Linked DNA regions of Manis pentadactyla: region 1 is linked to region 2. Evidence: chromatin contacts called from public Hi-C data. All regions are on one chromosome and are shown on one strand. The core of a region is the stretch at or near the end of the contact, and the rest is flanking DNA. Distances in the headings are between cores, read along the strand shown. Region 1 holds the start of TULP4 (TUB like protein 4). Region 2 holds the start of DYNLT1 (dynein light chain Tctex-type 1).

Region 1 (4,569 bases), core at 1,854-4,353, 350 kb after region 2:
CTACACTAATGGACAGTGACTGCGATGGGGTGGGGCGGAGGGACTTGATAATATGGGTGAATGTTGAAACCACAATGTAACTCATGTGAAAGCTTTATAAGATTGTGTATCAGTGATACCTTAATTTAAAAAAGGTACTGTACATTAAGTAATAACTAATTTGTTTTCCTGTTTTAAATAAACAGAGGGATTTATAATCTCTAGTGAGAGCTCCTGATCATGAGGTTAAAATTTAGAATATTTATAAGCAAAATTTATTTTAAAAATACAAGACCTAAAACTCATGAAAGCAGAAAAGAGAAGAGTGGCTGCCAGCTGAGGGAGGAAGAAATGGGGGGTTAGCGTTTAATGGGTACGAAGCTTCAGGGTAGAAAGATGAAAAGATCTGGTGAGGGATGGTGGTGATGGTGGCACACATGCCACTGAACTGTACATTTAAAAATGGTAAATTTTATGTTATGTGTATTTTGTCCCACAAAAAAATTTAGTATGTTTAGCATATTAAAATTCAGCAACTAAAAGAACATTATCCCAGGCAAATTAAAAGAAATTTGGCATTTTAATTACATATTCCCTGTAGTCTCAACAGTCTCACTAAGGGCAAACATACAATTTCAGGAAGGTAACACTGAACATACTTAGCAGAATCCTGAAGAGGGACCAATGCAGTAACTAAATCAAACTGTTACATAACAGAAGTTTTACTCAAAGTTTTAATGCGTTTTATGGATCACATATATAGTTGGGCCCCCCGATCTATTATCAGTCTTCCTCTGCCCCAGAAGAGAACAGGCATGAGACTGTAATTAACACTGTTTAAGTGCAGTAGAAGCAGATGAAGCACAATGTCCTAGCTTAGCCATGCTCATGGCACTCCATAAACCTTCTAGAACTCAGCTACTCAGGGAGTCACAGCAAAACCAAAGAAATCTCATACCCTACCTAGTGACAGTGCTGAAACTCAGCCTGAAGGAAGGCTCCCGGCTCTTTACCACTCTTTCATTCCTGGACCTTAGCATCAGTGTTGGATAGTTCGATGTAAAGCAGGTGTCATGTACCGTATATCCTTTCATGGGTTAAAAAATTTTTTTTCTATTTGAGTGTTAGTGGGGAAAAAAGTGTGAATAACCAAACAGCCACTCTTATAGGGCTATTTGAAAACTAGAAGTTCAATATGATACACCTATTTTCTAAATGAAGAAGTCATTGTTTTAAGATGTACAGTAGTAAATACATTATGTTATTCTTTCTTAGGCACTGGAAGCAATCCTGGCTTACTACTCTTCTCCCATCTGAAAGCTTCACTGGGTTAAAACTGTATGACTCCCTAATTCAGGACCACACACTTTCAACTCCAGAGGCCAACGGTCACCTCCCCCATCAGTTGAAAACAAGGCTACTTTCACAGCCCTTATCAAATTAGAGCACTTAAAATTCTTAAAGGAAATTCACATCCTCTTTCACACAAATTAAGTGCTATTCTTTAAATTGAGGACTAAAACACACTAGATTTGGCTATTCACAATTTATTCATATACTCATTTCCAAGACAGGAAACTATCAAGAAATCAGGCAGAGGATTGAGACCCTCCCAGTCTGACTGTGGCTATCATGGCACAATGCTGAGATCAGCTTCCAAACTGCCCCGCCAGCCCGCTCTTGCTCCCTGGACTGCAGCGTGGCTGTGTGCAAGGTGCCCTGTCACTTCACATCCATCACAGCCTCAAACCCCAGCAATCTGTGCTGCGGGACCTGATGAGCACTCTCCCGGCACACAGCACCATTCCCAGTGGCCTTGCCTGCAAGATCCTACCAAGAAACGGAAACCTGAGACAGAGGCACTAAGAAAGGGACCCCCGCTCCCATCCGGATTTTTACATTCTTCAAAAGCTTAGAAATAAATTACTTAACCTGTGCTTTTTTCTAAAACCTGCCTAGTGGGTATCCCTAAGATGCCGCTGAGCTGCAAAATACGAAGAGCCCCCAAACTGAGAAATACAGGCAACAGCCTCCTGCAAAAGGGAGTGCCTGAGCCCAAGGAGAGAAGCTTAGAAGGCTTTCTGATCGCCACAGCAATCTAGCAGGTAAGTCACATCCAGCCCCGGTAGGACTGTGTCACCCTCATTTCCTTCCACAAAGCGAGATGGCCTTCACATTGCCAACCCTGAAGTGGTGTGACAGGAAAAAGTAGACACCTCTCGCTACTTAACTGCCCAAGCGGGTCAAACTTCAGAACCTGCATCATGTACTCTGTTTTCAAACCCAGGGAAAAGACGAAGGGTTGGTATCCTAAGCGGAATCTTTGTGATTTGCCAGAGGAAACGGCACAGACCAGACAGCAGAAGCGCCAGCATTTCCATGCAGCTGCCACGACAGGTGACCGGGCCGCTTTGCAGACACCCGCTTGCTCGGGGGCTCCACGGCGGTGGGCGGGCAGGAAGGGGAAGAGGGACCCAGACCGAGACGAGAAGGTGGGCAGCCGCGGGGAGGGAAACCCACTCCATCCAGACGCAGGGGAGGAAGAGGAGGGGCGCGGCCCCGGCTCCCTGGGGAAACCGTTTTAAGGGATTTTCTGTCTCCACAATTAAGAAAAAAAAATGGCTCCAAGCCAAACGCCTCCTGATTTACACACACACTCACACACGCACGAACGCACGCACACACACAGCAAGCTCCTCTTTCGCCTCATTTTCTTATACGTGAAACAAAGGGCTAAAACGGCGAGCAGCAGCAAGCGCCGCCCGCAGCCCGGGTCCGCCGCCCGCTCCCCGCCGCGCCCTCGGGAGAGCCCGCCCGAGCCGCCCGCCCGCGCCCAGCAGAGGGGCCTGGCCGGGGCCGGGGGCCCGTGCGCCGCCTCGAGGGGACCGGCGCCTGGCCGGGCCGGGAGGGCGCTCCGGGCGGCGCTCGGCCCTTCGCCTCCCCGCGCGGGGCGGCGACGACAGCTCCCCGCGCCACTCACCTCCGGGCGCCGTGGCGGCGGCCCGCGCTCCTCCGCGCCGCTCCGCCTCCGCCTCCAGCAGCCCCGCGCCGCCGCCGTCGCCGCCGCCGCCGCCGCCTCCCCCCGCGTCTCCGCCGAGTCTCCGCCTCCCTCGGCCGCGGCCGCCGCCGGGCCCGGCTCCGCGCCACGTGACTGCGCCACGTGACCCGGCGCGGCTAGCAGGCACCTCCCCGGCCGGCCTCGCGCCCTCGCGCCCCGGAGACCCGCGCCCCGGCCGCTGACGCCCGCCTGTCCGCCAGCCCGCTCCGGGCCGGGGCCGGGCGCCGCCACCCTCGCCTGGCGCCCTGGCCCGGCCCGAGCTGCTGCCCAGCCGGCCACCTGCTCCCACTCGTGAAGCCCACCCAGCGGACGCTCCATCCCCTGCACACTCCGCGCGCACACGCGAGCGCACACTCGGCTCGCACATGCACGCGTGCACACGCTCATTCACACGCGCGCACACTCAGGTGCACACACGCGGGCACGCACGTCCCGCAGTCCTGGTCTCACGTCCCCATCTACACCGCCTGGGCAACAATGAAAACAAGCAATAACTGGCACAGTTTGAACCCCACTGACCTGAGAAATCCTCCCTACCCGAGAATCTAAGGGTTAGTGTGCTGCCTGCCTTAATTTGAGCCTGCAGTGGTTCTCACATTACGTCTTAAATGAAAGCCCCTAGAAAACACAGATTTGCTTGTACTATGAGCCAATGCAGCTCCCCATGACGCGTCTTTAATGGTGATTTCAAATAAAGTAGCTCTTTTCCAGTTGGTCTTAGGGAGAAAAGACCGACCGGGTAGTATTTTAACTCCGGCAGCCCCGCGCCGCCGCCGTCGCCGCCGCCGCCACCTCCCCCCGCGTCTGGAAAAGAATTCACCGCCTCTTTCCCCCTCTATTAAATTGATGTCCTGCTAGGAACGGAAACTTCGTGCATCCGTCCTTCATTTTCCATCATGTACAAAGAAATAGCACTCCTGATTGTGTGACTATTCACATATGTGTAGTTTTTAAGCATAGAAACGATCAGCATCCTTGCTTGATCTGAAGCGTAAGATACCCTGTATAGTTAAGTAAAGCAGCCACTTTTGCAAGGGTTCAGCACTTTTCTCTCTTTTGCCAATTTGCCAAAATTTTCAGATCAACTTTAAAGAATATCTACTTCTGTGAATTTCTGATTGTCAGAAAGAAAATAAGAGTTGGAGCAAGAGTCCTTAAATTCTGAAATTCCATGCTTGAGATTTCAGAAATGTTGGAAAGTGCTACCTTTACTTTTATTCTACAAAAGGTAATTTTTTAATGGTGATATTTGCCTCATGCATGTATGCCCATAAATATAATGCACTTAATAGACATATTAATATCAGCATTGTTTGGTAACAATATTTTATAAGTGCCCCTCAAATAAATTTTGAAACCTTTGAAAAATAAAACTGCATTTAGGTCTTAAGAGTACCTTAAACATAAAAGACAATCCTCCCTCAATTCAAGGTAATGAGTATTATGCTTCAGCTTAGGGCTCAATATTATGCTAACACTGTGGAGAAAACAAAGGAAATATACAACATGACCTTACCCCCCAAATTTACAAC
Region 2 (4,927 bases), core at 464-2,963:
ATGATTATGATTATAGATGCACACTTGCTAAATAAAGGCAGCAGCAGCACCTATCACTATTTCTACAGTCTGTATTTAAGAGAATTGACTCAAAGAAGAAAGCATACAACATCTGCCAACCTATGGCTAACCCCCACAATGGAAAAAAACCCAATATTCACTCCACTGACTTACTGCACAGAAACAACATTATTCTAAAATATGGCTGTTAGATTTATGAGCAGCTATGAGTCAGTGTGTTCATAGGCCAGTACTTCTGATGGACATTCATTCTTGGCAGATCAGGGGTGCTGGAAATGGCAGCTAGTGAACTGTCAAATGCCATAGTGACTTTAAATTCCTTAGCCTTACAGAGTGTACACCAATTGGGCAGAATACCATACCCTATTATTGAGGTCTGCCAAGCACTTCAATATCACTGATCACAGAGAATTCAAATCTTCCTATTTATTGATAATTCGTTTTTAAAAACTCTCCGTGGAGACCATAGCTTAGTCAACTTTGTAGCTTCAGCTCTAGCTCATGGGCTGATGCAAGAGTGCTCGATGCATTGTGTTGAATAGGTGAACAAACATCTGAAAATAGACCAATTTATCCATTTCTAGGGCAGACTCCACATGCCATATGCCACGATCATTTAGCGAATGTTCTTTGATAGTTGAAATTGGACTGTGGTACCCAAATGCATATAAGTTAAAGTCATATACAATTTTTTAAAATTCACATTTACATGTTTTCTGTTGATTTATACACATGCCAGTGATTTTCAGTTATAATGTAACTTAAAGTCTCTGCCTTCCCGACGCACTATCCCAGAAGCCATTCAGGACACTCATTTGAATTAGAAAGTTCCTAAAAAGCTGTGGAGCAATTTATAAAAGATGTTCCAAACCCCGCAGTCTTCCATTGCACATGTTCACTCAGAACCTGTTCACTCTTGCTTTGCACATAATCCTAACACACTTAGCTAGTGGTCAACTCTTCCCGGGGGATGGAAAGTGGGTTTTAGCAACCGGGCTTTGGAGAGGTAAGAAGTGACAACTTGACTTCCAGGGCGTGGTAAAACCAGAAAAAGCAACCCCCAAAGTCAGAGGTCTTAGCCTCAGAGTACATGCAAACAGGTGCACATACCCCAGTCTACCTTGGAAATCACTGTCCCCAAGGCTTGTGCAATTACGAATTTTCATAAAGACCCCTGTATACAAATCACATCACTCAGGTTAAGACAGCCAGGAATTGTGCAGCATTTTACAAAATAGTTCATCCAGAATGTTTTTTTTAATGTTGCTTAAAGAAAAAAAAATCTCATTTATATGGAAAACGTAACCCCAAAGAAGGGTCTCTGTCGGAGCTAAAATTCCCTAATTCTGGATCCCCAGGGGGAGTGTAATCAATATCCCCCACCTCCCATCCTGTTCAGAAATCACTGTATGATTTGTTACGAGGAATCCGAGACCATTTTAACGTTCCAATTAATCCAAGCAGTACAAACTTGAGGGAGGGACCAGGACGACTCTCCCCCTCCGGGACCGGGTTTTGCGGCTTGTTTTAGCTACTGCAGCCCCGGGAGCTGCAGGGCTCCTCCGGCGGGTTCCCACGGAGACCATCTCCCTGACCCCGGAGGAGGAACTAAGCCCGAGTGCCACCCGCCGCCGCGCAGGTCCCGAAGCCGAGGCCCACGCCGAGCCGGGCGGGGGCGGGGCCCTGGAGAGGGCGGGGCCGGAGCGGAGGCGGGGCCTGAGTGCGCTTGCGCAGTGCGCTCTACTCCTGGCGGCCCAGGCAACGCGCCGGAGGGAAGATGGAAGACTTTCAGGCTGCAGAGGAGGTAACCGCCGGGTCGGCGACGGGAGGGCTGCACCGCGAGAGCCCCCGGAGCGGGTGCGCGGCCGCAGCCCAGGGTGTGTGTAGGCGGTCGGGCTGCGTCCGAGCGAGGGCGGGGGCCGTAACCGGCGCAGGCTGGCGGCGCCCCCCGGCCCGGCCTCCTTGGGGCGTTGTCACCCTACCCGGGGGGCGGGGCGTGAAAGGGCCCCCCGCGCGGCGACGCGCGCCCATCTTTCCTCCGGGCGGGGCCTCGCAGCCCGGGACGTCTCCCCACTGCGGCCAGGCCGGGGGCACCACGCCGCGCCTCCCGGTGCCCGCTCAATGCCGGCCTGACCCCTGGCCCCAGATCCCGCCGCCCCGCACCCTGGAGAAGGTGCTCCACGTCTAGGAGTGGCGAAGACTGCCTCGTCTGCTGATATTTTAACTCTAGTCTCCAGAGTGACAGGCGTTTCACGCACTTATGGTGACATCTCAAGTCTCTTCAGGCTGCCTGCAAAATGCAGAAGTGCACAATAGGAGGACCTGCCTTTGTCTTCCGTCCCACACCTTGATCTGCAGGGCGGTGCTCACGCGCACAGTGGCCACCGTCACTTAAATTTCATTTCAGTTTGAGATGTCAGTAAATAGCTCATATTTGTTGGAAAAAGTTAATCTCATTGCTTCAGTGAAGCAGTAGGTAAAGCACACAATTCTTTGCCAAGCAGAAGACATTTATTGTGATAGTGTGCTGTTAAGATGGCTTGCCTTCAAGCTAGCAAGCATTCAGGGAATATAGGTGATGGATGCTGCTATTACAGAAGAATAGTTCCAATTTATTTCTTGCTAAATACTTTTTGTTGAAATTCAAGTAAATTGAATCCTAAGTATTATTCAGCCACGGAAACCACCTCCCGGTGGTTATAAATAAAATTTATGAATTTTGCAAGGATATTTCAACAGTTTTGAAATTTAGTTTAAGCAAGAGTTTTTTGAGGGAAAAAAAATCTAAGGCTTAACGACTGATCCTAGAGTTTCAGTTTTCATCTAATTTCCTAACTAGCCTAAGTTTTCTGTGACAGTGTCACCCTCAGTGTTTAAAGGCTGGTAGCAATCAAGTGAATAATATAGAGAAGATGTGGTTTAGGAGCAGCTAGCACCTGAAAAGCTTTTCCCTGTTAACTTTTTACTAATATAATATTGGAAAAGCTTATATTATAGGAATATTGAGTAAAACTTTAAAAAAGGAAATGGCAATGTAAGAGAAAGCTCTTAATACTGCCATTCTGATTCTGGTTCTAACCAGTGAGGTGGCTGAGTGACTTCATTATTCCAGATTGCAACTGCATGTCTGTGAAATGAAGGGTCTGAACTTAATGGTCTGTTTTACACCAGGGAAAGCCAGGGAGGGTGAGATCATGACTATCTTCCTTCTACTAGGCAGGCCTTAGGTATTTACTAATCCATGCCAGTGCTGACAGCCTCTGAACGAAGCCATTTCTGCATAGCCTCTAATCATGTAGCTAGCTGGACCTTTATAACTCTCAACTTATTTTCATCTTTTCTGTAGAAGTTGAAACTGCCCAGTGGGTTCTGTACAACTGCTCTACTTTCCACTAAGTCCACTGAAATGCCCCACAATTTCTTACACATTTTAACCACCTGGAAAGTCATACAGGGATTTTCCTGTATGGTTTAGGATAATTGGAAGTCCCTAGGTAGGATCCTTTAAACTCCAAGAAATAATTTAATCTCTAAGATACTAAAAATTTTTCATTAACTTGGTGAGCTGGCTTTGTCTCCAAGTATGACTTCTGAGTACAGCAAGTGAGAGGGTTTCAGGCAGGCAGCTTTTGGTCCTCCAGGAAAGCAGGAGTACTGCTGGGAAAGGGCCACAGGGCCCAGCACCCTGGCACATAGGAAAACACTGCCAAAGCGGGGCTCTCAGCCTTTATTCCAGCAGGGTGCACACCGAGGGCCCAGGGCTGCCCTCTGGAAGCTATGTCGAGTGCTAAGTACTGTTCCCAGACCTCAGAATCTTGTACCCATTCCAGTGTACCGTATGTAAAAAGAAAGAGAAAATAAAGCCATTTGGGAACACTGGCACTAAATGATGCTGGCAGACCACCCCCAGCTCATCCTGACACTGGTGAAGACCAGGTGTGCTGGCCACTGGTTGTGTGGCCTTGAAGTAGGTCAGCATTGAGAAAGAAAAATAATTATCAGGAAATAGCTGAATCATTGTAAATTTTACCACTAATGGTGGTACTAAAAAAAGAGAAAAAACCCAGAACACATTAAGTTTCAAGCTGCCTGATCAGTTTACTTCAGGGAAAGTATCAGTTAATTCACACAAAAGGCAGGGAACTCACATTTGTTAATGGTCCTCGTGGCCAGTAGAAATGGAGAGCTGAAGTCTAAAGTGAAGACAGTCTTTTGGATCATAGCTGTTTAAAACAAAAACAAACCACAAAACCTTTAAATTATGTATATGTATTCTAGTTTCCTGCCTGCCATTCACCAGCTCTGTGATCCTCAGAGAGCCACTTAATGTTTCTGAGTGTCTGATATTTTCCTGGGAGAAATGAGCAGTCTGGTTAGAGTATTTCTAAGGTCTTCATTCTAAATAATTTGTGCATTACCTAAATTTGCACTGATCAGTGCAGCAGAAATGTACGTTTTCAATCAAATGTAACTAATTTTCTTCTCAACTAATTTTCTTCTTATAGACTGCTTTTGTTGTTGATGAAGTGAGCAACATTGTGAAAGAGGTAAGAGGAGAAATGCTTACTTTATAAATGTTTAATGCTTATGAGTGAAAATAGTGTTTTAAATACTGTCTTGGAATTGTTTCAGCTGAGCTGTGTTAGCATTTCAAATAACAGTTTTTACTTAAGAGAAAAGAATTATTCCCATATTATGTAATCAGATAGGAAATTTTGCATACTAGATTATTGTTACTAAGGCTTGATTCTATAACCTTTTAGCATAAATGACTTATAGTATACAAATGTTTCCGGTGTTTAATGAAGAAAGAATGAATATATAAAATACTGAACAACTTCTAGTTACCCAAGACCTGGTAATCTATTTGAGGCTTATTTGTTTCTTTATTTCTCTTACATTCCTA

Evidence for each region. Hi-C and Micro-C count contacts between places; a contact is called where the count stands out from the background.
Region 1: a Hi-C map of fibroblasts shows a contact between it and region 2, with 2.2 times the contacts expected there. The contact joins the promoter of TULP4 here to the promoter of DYNLT1 in region 2. A contact is called at or near these places in 2 of 3 Hi-C or Micro-C datasets (fibroblasts and skin fibroblasts).

The regions. Positions count from the first base shown.
Region 1 is chr12:37,054,809-37,059,377 of mManPen7.hap1, forward strand. It overlaps TULP4 (TUB like protein 4), which reads right to left and starts at 3,104. Exons shown (of 15, transcript XM_036886749.2): 1 at 2,960-3,104.
Region 2 is chr12:36,704,073-36,708,999 of mManPen7.hap1, forward strand. DYNLT1 (dynein light chain Tctex-type 1) reads left to right here and starts at 1,714. Exons shown (of 5, transcript XM_036886806.2): 1 at 1,714-1,825; 2 at 4,527-4,568. The coding sequence starts at 1,799.